Regions from separate parts of the Sus scrofa genome. Here region 2 is linked to region 1. The links are chromatin contacts, called in public HiChIP or PLAC-seq maps. All regions are on one chromosome and are shown on one strand. The core of a region is the stretch at or near the end of the contact, and the rest is flanking DNA. Distances in the headings are between cores, read along the strand shown. Region 1 overlaps ACTN2 (actinin alpha 2). Region 2 has its middle 19 kb from the start of HEATR1.

Region 1 (2,812 bases), core at 102-2,601:
TTTGGCTTTGCTTGTTTGTTTGTTTTGCTTTTTAGGGCCATACCCACAGCATATGGAAGTTCCCAGGCTAGGGGTTGAATCAGAGCTACAGCTGCCGGCCTATGCCACAGCCACAGCCAATTGGATCTGAGCTGCATCTATGACCTACACCACAGTTGACAGCAATGCCGGATCCCTGACCCACTGAGGGAGGTCAGGGATCAAACGCACATCCTGGAGTTCCCGTCGTGGCGCAGTGGTTAACGAATCCGACTAGGAACCATGAGCTTGCGGGTTCGGTCCCTGCCCTTGCTCAGTGGGTTAACGATCCGGCATTGCTGTGAGCTGTGGTGTAGGTTGCAGACGCGGCTCAGATCCTGCGTTGCTGTGGCTCTGGCGTAGGCTGGTGGCTACAGCTCCGATTAGACCCCTAGCCTGGGAACCTCCATATGCCATGGGAGCAGCCCAAAGAAATAGCAAAAAGACAAAAAAAAAAAACAAAACAAAACAAAACAAAAACAAAAAAAAAAAAAAAAAACCGCACATCCTCATGGATACTTATCAGATTCATTTCCACTTCACCACAATGAGAACGCCTGCGTTTCCACTTTGTATTCAAGGCTGTGCACATGTTGCATGTGTGTTTTGGTTGGCTGTGGTGTTTGGGTTATAATAAGGAATCATAGTCCCCTTCATTTAGCGAGGGGTGTGTGTGTATGCATGTGTGTTCCTGTGTGTAAATGTGTGTGTAGGAAGCTGCTCTTAAGAACTGGATAAGCTTTCATTAGGTGATGGGGCTTCTTACTCACTGAAAGGACACTTGGAGCACAGCCATAATGCATCTCTTTTATTCAGAAATAGTAGTAGTCAATAAGGACAGATTAATGTCATTTAAGCGCAAAAAACAAAAAAAAACAAGTAATAAACACCCATTGCCTTAATTTAGGGTCAAAAGAAATAAACTTGAGCTTCAGGAAAGTGGAGTTGGTAGGACAGGAGGGAATTTCTCGAACAGGGCCTCACCTTGGCCTGTTTTTGAAGACGTCTCCTAAAAGTGTCTATAAACCTCGCTGAGTCTTGCCTTTGTCTTATCTAAAAGGGGTGATTAAAGTTTGTCCAGGATTCAAGCTTTCTCTCCCCAGAGATACTAGGTTTGAATGGCAGAATTGGCCTGAATGGCAAGTTCACATTCTTTCAGCTCACAAAGTTCTCCTTAGGATGTTACAGACAGGGCTGGTGAGGAAGAGTCACCGGTGAGTGAGAAATCATGTTTCTGCTCTCGCACCAAAGGCATGAGCTGAGTCAGGACCTCTTTATCCAGAGGGCGAAGGGCTCTCTCTGTCCTGCCCGGCTTCAGAGTCCCTCAGGTGCTGGACGGAGTCCCAGGGTCCCTCCTGGACAGCGTGCTCCGTGCAGCCATTGCCTTCTGAGGGGAGCCAAGGACACAATGGGCTGCAAGCTGATCCCTCCACCCCCCACCCCCATGACTCATTGGATGTTCCTGTCACTGCGGTCTCAGCACGGCCCCTAGGACTGTCCTCTAGGTCAGATGCTTGGCTTCACTTACAGGTCCATCACCACTTAAAAATAATGCACTCCGGGGACCTGGCCAAGAAAACGAAGGGAGAATAAAGTTAGCCCGAGGCGTTGAGAAGACAGAATTTCTCTCTGTTAAGAAATCTGTCGACTAGCAAGAGTTTTACAAATTCTTCTCTTGATCTGTCAGAGGATGGTGAACATGTGTGTGATAGTGACGATGAACAAAACCCTGAAATGCCCTCTGCCAGTTCTCCATCAGATCTTTTTTTTTTTTAAATCATTATCTATTTGGAGTTTCCTGGTGGTTCAACAGGTTAAGGACCTAGTGTTGTCACTGCTGTGGTGAGGGTTGGTTTGCTCCCTGGCCCCACAATGTCCACATGCCATGGGCATGGCCAACAAAAAATTACCTGTTTAATTTGAGCCCGTGTCCACGTTTCTTCATGCCATCTGGGAAAGTTAATCTTTGTTTTCCCTTCTGATAGTGAACTGGACTATCACGACGCCGTCAATGTCAACGACCGGTGCCAGAAAATCTGTGACCAGTGGGACAGGCTGGGGACGCTTACTCAGAAGAGAAGAGAGGCCCTGGAGGTGGGTCCCCCACCTCTACCCCGCCGCCCCTGCTAGCGTGAAATCTTTTTGAGGCTCTTTCGTGAAGTCAGTGTTACTGGACTTTCTGTTTTTCTGGGGCATGGGGTGTATAAAACAAAACAGGTGGTCTAGTGAAAGGCACGTCTACAGAGAATAGGAAACGTGGGAGAAAGAGGGAACTAGAAAGTTGGTAGTTTTGTCCTGTAATTTATCCATGCAGCAGTGATGGCTAAATTAAAAAGTTTTGAGTTAAAAAGCCAACATCCAGGAGTGATAAGATTACAATGTAAACCTATTTGGTATTCGGTGGTAATCACAGGGCTTTTCTCAAAGTCCTTCTATGAGACGCATCTGAGTGAGTAAACTAGGAGGAACTGAAGTTGAGATGTATGTAGGGAAAAGGGTAGCACAGGTTGAAGTAAGGAAAAGTGAATCTGAGACAGAAGCAGGAGGCATTTGGTCTTATTCAAGTATATGACTTGGATAAACAGCAGTAAGTGTCGGGTTTTTAGCTGAACCTGATTCTCTCTCACTGCAGAAGACTCAGACGGTGCAAAGCAAAGAAGCAGTTATCAGTCTTCTGAGTCTTCTCATGACAATGAAAAATGTTAATATATGTGATATCAGGCTTCCTAGAGGCCAACCAGCTGTTGACATACTCACCCAAACAAAAACATTGAGGATTTCCCACTGTGGCGCA
Region 2 (2,812 bases), core at 178-2,677, 110 kb before region 1:
AAATTAACTGGGTGAATAGTAGCAAAGAGAGTTCTATTTTACTTCATATATGTTATTATTCTTGTGTTTTCATTAAATGTGCTTTCAAACATTTCAAAAGAATCTGTAGGGAATCATGGCTATTGTACAAGAAGTACATCAAAGATGTCTATAAAAATAACAGAATGAAATCTTTCTCATACCTCCTTCTTCTAATAATACAGAGTTTGGGATCACTATGCCAGAGATATGATTTTTTTTCCCCATAATTTGCATGATCTGTAAGGGTAGTATATCAGACAATGATTTCTAGGAACTTACGCCAAAATCACCAAAAAAATGAGTTTCTAAGTACACTCAGATTTGCCACTATGTCATTCAATTTAAGTCAATTCAATGAACATTAACTACATCTCGACAGTATGCCTGGCACTTTGATAAATGATGGAAAGATAGCTGATACGCAGAGCCTATATTTACCCAGAAAGAGACATTAGCAGAATCTAGTACAGAAAGCGGCCAGTTAAAATAACCTCTGCCATCTGTCTAACAGGCACAGAACCAGAGATTGAGGGTACAAAAGGGGTCAGCTTTCCCTGGAAGCTCATCTTCCCAGAAAAGGTGACATTGGAGTGGCATCTTGAAATGTTGAATAGAAACAAACAAGGGGGAGTTCCCTGGTGGTTCTGTGGGTAAAGGATCTGACAGTAGTCACTCAGTTTCGATTCCTGGCCAGGAACTTCTACCAGCTGCAGGAATGTTCCCGCCTAAGAGAGAGAAAGAGAGAAACAAGGGGGTGACATGCTGGTGGACAAGCCACTGTGGGCTGTGGGTCCACCTGTGAAAAGGCACAAAGATTCAGAGCAGAGGGTTTGTCGAACTGCCAGGCTGATAGGACTGGAACGCAGGTTGTGTTAGTAGGAAAGAGTGAAGGAGGAGATGAGATCAGGCGATGGAAGTCAGATGTAGAAGATGCTCTAACCCAAATCTTCTGTAAGGCAGGAAAGTTGTAGGTCAAAAGCACGAAGGCAGCCAGCTGGTGGAGAGAACAGGAGGTGAATGTAAAATTCAGTCCTGGGGTTATGTTAACATCTTAATAGATTTCCTTACAGGTGCCATTTAGAAATTATTTCCTCCATTTTTATAGTATGATTGATTGAAAATTAAAGAGCCAAAGGTTTTAAAGAGCCAAATCCTGCACAAGGATTTTATGAAATAAAAAGAGCTCCCAGAAAAGGAGGCATCAAACAAAAACTAACAGAAATGAGGACGTAAGACTTTTACTTCCATTTGGAGCTGGGGGAAACACACACACACACACACACACACACACACACACACACACACACACACACACACACACACACACACACAGACACACTGCCTTACATCTAGGCCATGGCTTCCAAACTGCTACTTAAAAGACACAGAAACTCTTAATGGAACAACTAATCGCTACAGCCAGAAGGGCACATCAATCAAAGTAACTTTCCCCGGTAGATTTTTCCATTGCTCTGTCATAGCCTTTTTTTTCACCCGAGGACTAACTGAAAGTTTTATTAGCATTAGCATAATATCTAAATACCTGAAATTTAGCTGGAAAGACATTAACTGAGACAGTTTCGTCAGCATGATGATTACCAGTGTTTATGGAGTCAAACACTAGATCTTAAACACTGAGCTTTTGTCCTTGGTTACAATACATTCAGTACTGCAGGAAAAGATGATATAGTTGTGGCTATTTTTGTCCTTTTTTGAGGGTACTATTTTCTCCCTTTCAGTTAACAGTTGTTGAAAATAGCAATGTTTGTCTTCCTTCACTTCAGATGAAGGTCCCATATCTCTAATTGGATGTCCTGCCTCCTCTGGAACCCTCAGCAGAAACTCTCAGGACCATGCACTGAAGGGTTTTGTTTTGTTTTGTTTTTTCTTTTTAGGACCGCGTGTGCAGCATATGGAGGTTCCCAGGCTGGGGGTTGAATCAGAGCTTAGCCACTGTTCTAGACCACAGCCACAGCAACACCAGATCCAAGCTACATCTGCAACCTACACCACAGCTCATGGCAAGGCTGGATCCTTAACACACTGAGCAAGGCCAGGGACAGAACCTGCGTCCTCATCGATATTAGTTGGGTTCATTTCCTCTGAGCCACAACAGAACTCCCAAGGCTCCCAACCATGCATTGTAGTTTTGTGGACGGATCAGAAAGTGCCCAGAAGAGTCCATTATGATGCCAGACATTTATGTCTTTAGGGAAAGCAGTTGTATTTTCCATGTAATTCCACATGTAGCACTTTAGAGCCCAGATGTCCTGAGGGATCGTGCATTCCAACTCTTCATTTTGTAGATTAAGAACATTTCAATAAGGAGTTCTTGTTGTGGCTCAGCTGGTTATGAACCCAACTAATATCCATGAGGATGCGTGTTTGATCCCTGGCCTCGCTCGGTGGGTTAAGGATCTGGCCTTGCTAGGAGCTGTGGTGTAGGTTGCAGACATGGCTTGGATACCTCGTTGCTGTGGGTGTGGCAGCTGCCGCTCCCGTTGGACCCCAAGCCTGGGAACTTCTTTGGCACTAAAAAGAAAAAAAAATGTTTCAGTTAGATTCCATTTTCTCTGATCAGACTGGCAGGATATAAGAAGATATATGATATTCGATGTTGGTTAAGGGGTGCAGGAGAATCAGTCTCATACTTGATTAGGGGAAACATTAAATGGTGTGTTTTTGGAGCAGTTTGGCACTACATATACAAATTGAAAATTTACATAACTTTTTGGCTTATTTTTTAAAAGATAGCCTAAAGGAACTTAGTACACACACTTGAAAATATATG

Evidence for each region. HiChIP or PLAC-seq counts read pairs in DNA pulled down with a chosen protein or histone mark.
Region 2: a contact with region 1 is called in an H3K27ac HiChIP or PLAC-seq map of skeletal muscle. The contact joins two enhancer-like sites. A contact is called at or near these places in 2 of 47 Hi-C or Micro-C datasets (fetal heart ventricle and skeletal muscle) and 1 of 2 datasets of contacts at active chromatin or transcription factors (skeletal muscle).

The regions. Positions count from the first base shown.
Region 1 is chr14:54,687,115-54,689,926 of Sscrofa11.1, reverse strand. ACTN2 (actinin alpha 2) reads left to right here. Exons shown (of 21, transcript NM_001243666.1): 13 at 2,004-2,112. Among named protein-coding and RNA genes, the nearest start is that of MTR, 36 kb to the right of the region's middle. Within about 2 kb of position 1,351, at least 4 of the 83 cell types and tissues checked have an H3K27ac peak or open chromatin away from gene starts, as enhancers often do. A contact at or near this core is called in skeletal muscle, where this site is marked.
Region 2 is chr14:54,800,881-54,803,692 of Sscrofa11.1, reverse strand. No RefSeq gene overlaps it. Among named protein-coding and RNA genes, the nearest start is that of HEATR1, 19 kb to the left of the region's middle. Within about 2 kb of position 1,427, at least 1 of the 83 cell types and tissues checked has an H3K27ac peak or open chromatin away from gene starts, as enhancers often do. A contact at or near this core is called in skeletal muscle, where this site is marked.